Regions from separate parts of the Rattus norvegicus genome. Here region 1 is linked to region 2. The links are chromatin contacts, called in public Hi-C maps. All regions are on one chromosome and are shown on one strand. Each heading gives the region's core, a stretch centred on a gene start, on an enhancer-like site or on the middle of the called end of the contact. The rest is flanking DNA. Distances are from core to core; before and after follow the strand shown. Region 1 overlaps Ky (kyphoscoliosis peptidase). Region 2 has its middle 70 kb from the start of Ephb1.

Evidence for each region. Hi-C and Micro-C count contacts between places; a contact is called where the count stands out from the background.
Region 1: a contact with region 2 is called in a Hi-C map of psoas muscle, with 2.8 times the contacts expected there. The contact joins two enhancer-like sites. A contact is called at or near these places in 2 of 12 Hi-C or Micro-C datasets (frontal cortex and psoas muscle).

Annotation. Positions count from the first base shown.
Region 1 is chr8:111,976,475-111,981,436 of GRCr8, reverse strand. Ky (kyphoscoliosis peptidase) reads right to left here. Exons shown (of 11, transcript NM_001413796.1): 4 at 76-150. Among named protein-coding and RNA genes, the nearest start is that of Ky, 13 kb to the right of the region's middle. Within about 2 kb of position 3,051, at least 1 of the 93 cell types and tissues checked has an H3K27ac peak or open chromatin away from gene starts, as enhancers often do.
Region 2 is chr8:111,891,524-111,896,047 of GRCr8, reverse strand. No RefSeq gene overlaps it. Among named protein-coding and RNA genes, the nearest start is that of Ephb1, 70 kb to the right of the region's middle. Within about 2 kb of position 3,152, at least 3 of the 93 cell types and tissues checked have an H3K27ac peak or open chromatin away from gene starts, as enhancers often do.

The DNA of each region.
Region 1 (4,962 bases), core at 1,802-4,301, 85 kb before region 2:
TGTCCAGGCTGGAATCTGTCTCACCCACCTGCCCCTGCTTGCCCTCTATCTGAGCAGCCCTGCGCATGTACATACGTTTAGCCAAAGAGAACTTCTTAAGCAGCTGGGGCATGGCATCTTGGGGGTGGATTTCCACAGTCAGCTGAGTACCTGTGAAGGGGGAGGTGATATTCTTAGCCAAATGCTGCTAGGAAGGGCACTCCATCTCCTGACAGATGTTCAAATGGCAAAACATGCTTCATTTTAGATCTTTCTTGTAGGGCGCCATCCTGTGGTGAACAACGGTACTACGCATGCGCAGGCTTTGCACCTGGCATCAGTTGGCCGGTAATATGCTAATGAGGGAGCAGCACCATGCTAATGAGGTAATTCATGCTCCGCCAATCCCTGAAGGACAATTAGCATAGCCTCAGCTGCTGTCTATATAAGGCGAGCACTCTTGCTGCTTGAGGTCTCCTGTCCCTCCCTGTTCAAGAGAGCTGTACAGTAAAGGCTTGTTCGCAGAAGAATCCTGTTGCCGCGCGTCGTTCTTGCTGGCGAGACGTTGGGCGCGTGATACTTTGTATTGGATATGTAGATAACTCATGTTTTTCAGACTAAGCCAAACAACAAACACAGGCATGCACTCTATTCCATCCAATGTAGCCACCAGTCTGGATAGAATACAGGGAACCCCCCCAACCTCCCACAGGCCCTGGAAAGTCAGTGACAGAAAAGAACAGGGGTTTGGGGTGTGAAACAGGATCCCATCAGTCTACTTCTCCTTCCCACTTTGGCAATACCTCAGTCAAGGTATCCCAACTCAGAGGGACAGAATGAATGCAAAAGATTACTCAAGGAAAAAACTCAATTTCTACTTGAAGGGTAAGAATGGGGACCCCTAATTGTCTCAGGGAGCTGGGACATCCTCTGCTGTGATTTTTTCTTTATTCTATATTTTCTGGACTCAGCCTAGTAGCAACTATGTAGGTAGCTGTGAGGTCAGGCATGTGTGTCATGTGTATTCTCCCTCTCTCCCTCCCTCCCTCCCTCCCTCCCTCCCTCCCTCCCTCCCTCCCTCCCTCATCTCTCCAACAGAGTGAAAAGACCAGAGTCCCAGCTTTTCTGGCCAGAGGAACAGGAAGTGGGTGACAAAGTGTAATTCCCTAAAGTTACAAATAAGTTCCCATGGTCACCTCTCAGTTGCACACCTCAGGTCTCACCCATGCACTATAGACGACAGTCTGAATACCGAACTCTGGGGGAAGGACAATGTCCTCATTCTGAGGTGGTCACTTCATGGTTCACGAATGGTGCAGCAAACCCCCCCCCCCCAAAAGGGCTACCACTCAGAACCACTCAGCAGAGTTCCTGGGAAGATCTCAGTTTGAGAAGAAAAGATACTAACCATGACAAGTCATAGTTACCCCAAAGATGATACAATAAAATGGCACATTAGCCATACTGTGAAACTAAAGGCCAACCATTTTGAAATAAATCAAAAGGGGTTGGGGATTTAGCTCAGTGGTAGAGCGCTTGCCTAGCAAGCGCAAGGCCCTGGGTTCGGTCCCCAGCTCCGAAAAAAAGAAAAGAAAAAAAAAAAGAAAAAATAAATCAAAAGATACTAAACTCAGCAAAGAAACAAGTGAAGATTTTAACCCTGAAACAGAGGATGGGCTGCAGCATTCTCCATTGCAAAGGAAAGAACCCGAGAACAGCAGCCAGGGTCCAATCTGGACAATGGGAAAATCCAACAATGCTTCAGGGATCACAGGGCCACATAGAAGTCCACTGTTCATGTCTCTGGCAAGAAGAAAATCATGTGGGCAGAAAAGTAGCTGAAGAAATAACAAACTACTCAAATTGGAGAAAAGACACACATGTCTGGACTCAAGTTTAGTGTGTCCAAAACATGATAAATAAAAGAAGGTCCAAGTCCAGACATTGACATAATCAGTCCACTGAGATACAATGTCCCCAAAAACTCTCAGGATAAGTGATATAATATGTATCAAGTAAGTTGCTACATATTTCCCATCAGAAACTGGGTGGGAAAGAGGTGGAATCTTTGAAAGGTTCTGAAAGGAATTAACTGTCTCTGTCCAATAAAAATTCCACACGAGAATGAAATAAAGACACTTTTCAGGTATAGCGAGACCAAGACAATTTGCTCAGTAACATGCCCACTCAGCAAAGGAAAATACCAGAGATAGAGAAATATAATAGTGAAGAAAAGTCAGCTTATCAAGGAGATAGGACAATGTCAAATATGTAGTCACCTGAACACATAGATTTAAGATATTTGAAATAAAACTTATAAAATTATAAAGAGGAATAGACACATATACAGTATAGTTAGAGCTATCAGTTCTCTTCTCTCAGAGATTGGAAGGATTAATAAAAAAAAAAAAAACTCCAGCAACTATGGAGAAGTATTAAATAGCGCTGTCAGCTGGCCTGGCTTCTGGGGTGCTATAGAGAGTGTCACCCAGTCCTGGAAGGTAGTGGGACACACATTCATGTCATGTGTTCAGAGTATTCACCATGACTTGCTGTGTGCGTTGGATACTCTGTAGTCCCCAAGTGCTTTGCTATGATACATGATGTTGTAGTGAACAGGATAAAGAAGACATCTTTAACACTTCCAATCAGTTCCTGTGAATGAATTCTTAAATACCAATGGAAGGGAATGAGGAGTTTGTAAGGCTTTTTTTTTTTTTTTTCAGTACTGGCCAACTTTCCTATGCATGCTTCCATTGGTTTATTATTTCACTAAAAGGGTCCGGGGTGGAGAGTGACTTTTTCTCTCACTCTTGCCCTGGTTGATTGCCCACATTTTGTCTCCAACAAGAGGAGATTTGTTTCACTTCTTGAATGTAGGCAGACCTTACAAGTTAGTACGGCACTTAGCATGGGGTAGAAGCCTTGTTGTTATTCAAGGCCTGAGTTTAGCCCTGGAAAGACTGTTGCAATGCTCACTTGCACTCTTGGCATCCCTGCCACAGTACCGTGTGGTGTGTGCACCAGATTATGGGTGAGAGACCACAGGGAGCAGAGCAGGGCTGCTCAGGTGAGGCTATCTGAAACCATCTGGTCTCCAGCCAGCCCACCAGCTGACAGCCAGCACGAGCCCAGCCAAGAGCCGAGATCAGCCGGGTATGGCGTGGACAGTGATCGTCCAGCAGACCTGCAGGCTTGGAAGCTCACGATGCCACTAGCAGCTGAGTCCTGAGGTGGTGGATAACACAAACATGCCTGCTAAGCTCACTGGCACCTGCTTTCATAAATCCTTTACATTTTTATTAGTGAAGAGTGCATTATTGTTTGTTTTATGTATTTAAAATTTAGTGTAGTTTTTTAATATTTTATTTGCTCTTAATTTGTATTGACTATTATTATTATTTACTGATTTATTTATTTTATTTATATGAGTACATTGTCTCTGTCTTCAGACACACCAGAAGAGGGCATCTGATCCCATTACAGATGGTTGTGAGCCACCATGTGGTTGCTGGGAATTGAGCTCAGGACCCCTGGAAGAGCAGTCAGTGCTCTTAACTGCTGAGCCATCTCTCTAGACCTATTTACTGATTTATTATGTTTCCCTTGATGGTTTTATAAGAAAGAGTTCCTTTTTATTAATCCTTTGTTAAAATATACTGCGATTATTTTCTTTTGGAAAATAATTTGATTTTCTTATAAAATTTTAAAACTTGATTTGCATGCTAACCAGACCAGAGATAGAGTCTGTTCTCTCCAGACCAAAAGGCTTAACATACATTTTAAATATTTAATTAACTAATCAATTAGTTAGTATGTGTGTGTGTGTGTGTGTGTGTGTGTGTGTGTGTGTGTGTGTGGGTATATGTGTATTGTGTATGCGGTTCAAACATAAGGTGATCTCTTTCACCCTTCGCCTATTTCTTTGAGGCAGGGTCTTTCCCTGAAACTGAGGCTTGTGTTTCAGCTAACCCAGAAGCCAGCATTTCTCAAGAGCCTCCAGTCTCTGCCAGCCTCTGAGCTGGGTGAAAGACATTTGAGAGGATGTCTGCCCTGTCATGTGGGTGCTGAGATCTGAACCCTAATCCTCATGATTGTGGAGCAAACGCTCTTAGCCTCTGAGCCATTTCTCTAGCCCAACACTTACCTGTGGAATAGAGAATCTAGCAATCCACTGCCAGGGACACCGGCCTGGTGATCCTGGGATGAAGACGCTGAGGATATCAGAATTCAGGGTGTGAGTTCATTCTTGTCAGAAGATCGGACACCACCGTCATCCAAGCATAGTCCCTCTGCGGCCCTGGTTAACTTGGCCTCTTCACTTTCTTGTTCATCTCTTTCTGAGGTGTTTCCCAAAGTGGTGGGTGGCCATAAGACGCTTTGTGAAAGACGAACTGTGAGAGGTTCCCCTGCGCGTTCTTTCTATTCTGGGTTGCAACCCACAATGCAAATGGGTCTGTCCGACCCAGTGCAACTGTTGTTGATTGGCTGGGCTGAGCCGACGTAGCCTTAAAGGAGCTGTGACGGTGAGCAGCTCGTGGGCCTAGGGCTGCAGGGAACCTCTCGGCCACATTTCTCTTATTTAGGTGCATCCAGCCGCCAGCCTCCAACCATGCATCTTGTAAAGAGTGGTGGAGCCGAGAAACCAACCACGACTGTGGTCCTTCTGGGGCTGACGGGGAGGCGGAGGCAGCCTCATGTTTCAGGGGACTGTCGTCCACCAGCTCCTCCTGATGTCATTTGACCCCCCTCTTCTCCCTGTAATCTTTCACTCTATCTCCTTGCCCAGGTGCTGCTGGTTTACTCTGAACGCAGTCAAACTCTTACCCTGGTTTTGGAGTTTTAGCGTTCCCCCAGAGACTGAATTCAGAGACCATCTGAGAGACTTCTCTGTCCCCCAGGCGTAGCTTGTGTCCATCAAGACAGACAGCATTCCCTAGAGAGGCAGACAGCGCACCGAGCTCACTTTCAGAGCAAACAAAA
Region 2 (4,524 bases), core at 1,903-4,402:
GTGTGTGTGTGTGTCTCTGTGTGTGTGTGTGTCTGTGTGGTGTGTGTCTCTGTGTGTGTGTGTGCATGTGTGTATCTGTGTGTCTGTGTGGTGTGTGTCTGTGTGTGTGTGCGTGTGTGTATCTGTGTGTCTGTGTGGTGTGTGTCTGTGTGTGTGTGCATGTGTGTATCTGTGTGTCTGTGTGGTGTGTGTCTGTGTGTGTGTGTATGTGTGACTGTGTGTGTGTGGTGTGTGCGACTGTGTGTGTGTGTGGTGTGTGCGTGTGTCTGTGTGTGTGTGGTGTGTGTGTGTGTCTGTGTGGTGTGTCTCTGTGTGTGTGTGTGTGTGGTGTGTCTGTGTGTGTGTGTCTCTGTGTGTGTGTGTGGTGTGTGTCTGTGTGGTGTGTCTCTGTGTGTGTGTGTCTGTGTGTCTGTGTGTGTGTGTGTGTCTGTGTGGTGTGTGTCTCTGTGTGTGTGTGCATGTATCTGTGTGTCTGTGTGTGTGTGTGTGTGTCTGTGTGTGTGTGTGTGTGTGGTGTGTATCTCTGTGTGTGTGCGTGTATCTGTGTGTCTGTGTGGTGTGTGTATGCGTGTGTGTGTGTGTCTGTGTGTGTGTGCGTGTGTGTGTGTGTGGTATGTGGGTGTGTAACTTCTGTGAGTCAGGTCTGCCTACCTTGTTGTGCTCTTTCACTGTTCCTATCATGCTGCCGAGGTGATCCTCCTGTCTTTGCTTCCCATCTCACTGTAATCGTGCCGAGATTACAGACACAGCACCACAACACTCAGAGTTTTTTGTGGATTCATGGAACCGAGCCCAGTTCACTGGGCTTGCGAAGCGCTGCTTCTCCCTGCTCAGCCATCTCCCCAGCTCCAGTTTTGCTGTAGCCTTTTTTTTCCTTGTAAATCAATATTTGTTTTGCTCCTAACGTGCTGATTTGATTTAATATCTTCACCAGAGCTCACCCTGACGTCTCATTGCCATGGTGAAGTTAGGGAACTGGGCCTTTAAGAGACAGTTAGGTCACTGATGTCTTGCTTCTATCAACATATTAATCTCCTTATGTATTTCTGGAATCAGAGGTGACTTGATCATCTTGAGAGGGAGGTTGTTGCAGCAGCCAGTTTGGCTCAGATCCCTCCGTAACCACTTACCCTGTGACATCCTTCAGGGCTTTCAGAAAGAGCATGTTCATCGGATTTGGCCTCTCAGCCTGCAAAAGTATAAAAAGCAAATTTCTTTAAAAAAAAATGGCCTGGTCTAGGATATTCCATTACAGCAAACAAACTAAGGCACTTTGCACATGTAGGTATTAATCTATGTAGAAGTATTTGTATGTGTGCCCCTGCCCAATTGCATAAATTTTAGAGCTAGTCTGGGGGACAGGTAGTATCTTCCCCAGGGACCTCCCAATGTCATCCTGAGAGCCTTCTGGATGTTAGGACAGGCCCACCTAGCTCTCATTGAGAGATAGCAGGTGGGTACCAGTCCTGGGTTTTCAGATTATGAGAGAGAGAGAGAGAGAGAGAGAGAGAGAGAGAGAGAGAGAGAGAGTCAGAGAGAGACACAGAGAAACACAGACAGAGGCACACAGAGACACACAGAGAGACTGCACGTATGTGTTCATGAGTGCGCAGATGCACCTGTGAGGGCAGGTGAGCATTCACGTGGAGGTCAGAGGGTAACCTTGGGGAACCCATGCCACACTGGTTGTTTCAGTTCAGGTCTTATGCAGCTAAGAAGGCTGGTTAGTGAGCCCCTGAAATCTCCCTGTCTCTCTCTGCCTGCTGAGCTCTGGGATTGCACAGAGCATCTGATCACAACCTTTTGGCTTTTTTGTTTGGTTTTGTAAATGTGGTTTCTGGAGATCCAACTCAGGTGTATGTACTTCAAGGCAAGTCACTTTGCTCTGAGCCCGGTTACTGGATTTTTAATTAAAGCGACCTGTCGACTTTTACTCCTAAGCTTTAAAAGTTGGTTCGTAGGGATCATTGGTGAGGCAATAAGTAGTCAAGAAGTCAGTTCCCTGCCTTGGCCCACATCGTGACTCTGGTCAGCTGAGGCCCTGCAGCAGAAATGCAGATCAGGGAAGCTGCTGGGTTCTTGGCAGCTTCAAGTTCCAGCGGCTCCCTCCTGCAGGATTCCCCCTCCTTGGGCATTTGTGCAGATGACCAAAGGCTGAACTTTTGTTAGAAGGCTGTCCCAGGCCAAGACAGTCCTGGGGACTCAGAGGGGAAAGAGCCTCAGAGGGTGTAGCCACCAGTGCCCAGACTGTGTCCTCTGTGGCCCTGAAGGGCAGGAGTCTGAGGAAGGACAAGGGGGATTGCAAGAGTTAATGTGATAATATCTGTTGATTATTTTAAGATGTGCGAGGGAAAAATATATTATAAATAGCAAAGGCCACACCAGAGTCTAAGGGTAAGCTTGTTGGTGGCCTTTTCCTCTTCCTAAGATTTCTGATGTTTCAAAACAAGATTATTTTGGGAGCGCATCTATTTTAATTCAAAAGATTCTTCTGGAAACACGTTTCATGGCTAGAGAGCCTGTCTCCTTCTTGTTCTCCCCTGGCTTTTTCCACGGAAAGGCAGAGCTCTGGTTTCACACACCTCGTGCCGGCCTCGAGCCTTTCAAAACCTTTCCGGGCACCACCTGGCCACTGTGCACATTAGCGAAGGCCCAGCTTTGGGTCAGCCTCAGCATTTTAATCCCCCAGAATCCTCTTTGTTTACCACTTGACAGCTGGTTTCATTTTGGAACAAGGCCCTCTATAACTTGCAGCTTGATATAGATGAACTAACGTGCGCATGTGTGTATGTATGTACATGCAGCCAGAATATACCCTGATATTATTGGGCGAATGCTGCACTATAACCCCCGCCCCCACCCCACTTTCCCTCTCCTATTCTCATAACCCCAGATCAGGATGTACTGAAGCAATGGCAGAGAGTAAAAGCTTGAGCTAAATGCAAATACTGATTAATAAAGGACATTGAACATTTTTGGGGAAAGCTTAGGATCGGGACCACTGCTGGTCCTGCTCCTTGACAAAGCGGTATTTCTTCACCCACAGGACAGGGAGCTTCTCCACATCCACAGCCCGGCTACCAAGCCAGATGCTGAAGTCAGGCGGGCGGCTCAGATTCCTGTGTCTCCTATTGCTCTCACTGGGATTAGCACAGAGACCGGCCTGCTGGAGCAGTGGGCGGGAGTGGCCTTCTCCTCTTCCAGCCTGGCTGCGGTTATGTCTTTGCAAGCACTTGCTTTTTAAAAACTACTCTTGCTGTCTTGCAGACATGCCTTGCTCCTGCCTCTCCCTCCCTGCCCCTGTTTTTCTACTCTGCCTGCCAGCAGTTTGCACGCGCCAAGAGCAGTCTTCTACCAAGCTTTGAAGAAATAAAGGCATTGCCACCATATTGGTGAACCGGAGCAGCAAAAGGAGGGGCGGAAGGATCTGCGGCCTCTGGATGACAAAAAAGTCCCACTGAGTGAGAGAGAGGAAGAGCGTGAAAACCTCCTTTCCACCCTCAACAGGAGATTCGAGCTACCCTGTAATGAAGACGAATTAAGATTTAACAGTGCTAATGCTGTTGAATTATGGGTTTGATTAAAGTGGCTGATCATTTAGCAAACACGAGCCTTGGAGGCTCATTGTTTACGAGCTCAGCAAATGCAAACTGACTATTCTTCTCTCCCACGGATCTGGGTGACTTTGACAAGGCCTTGGCCAGTCAATGTCCCAAGTACATGGCTGCAATATTTTATGAGTCAGCCAGGGAGTACATGCTGGTGGACCGAAAAAAGGACAAAACCACATTTTAGATCGACAAAGATGAAATGAAATGTGCAGGCATGATGAAGGGGAGGGAGGGCTCTGAGAAGCTGTCAAGAAGCCGGAGGTTGTGATGTTTCACAGTTTCTTATGGACAGGCTTAGGGAACAACTTCAGTGCACCTCCGCTGTCCCTTAAGTGCTACAGTGTCTAAGAATTTTCTAAACTATTTTAGCAACAAAGCAAAACAAAAGGGAACTCAAAGACAAATACTGTCTGTGTGTGTGGTAAAGAAGAAACAAGTAATCCTGGCTACACAGGATACAAGGAAATAGAGAGGACTTCTGCTTGGGGGACACAGGGAGTCCATGGTCAGGTTGGGCAACTTGGCAAGACTCTGTAACAAAAGGGGTGGGGCTAGAGCTTAATGGTATTATGCTTACCTAAGATGGGCAGGGACCCCACTGTGTGGCTGCCACCCCCACCACAGCAAAACCATCGTGACAAAACCACAGTTGGATCACTAATGGTTAGAACCGTCAAAGTTGGGCGACAGAGGTTGCCTTCTGTTGAGCGTGTTGAAAAAATTCCACAATATAATTTTTTTTTTAAATCCACAACTTAAAACAGTTCCACAATGAAAATCAGGTAAAAGGGAGAGCCAATCATGAGACTCGGGATAGGACAGTATTTCAGAAGAAAAACATGAACCCCAGGAAACAGGCAAAGGTATAATTAAGTTTCTAGTGAGAGAGAGAGAGAGAGAGAGAGAGAGAGAG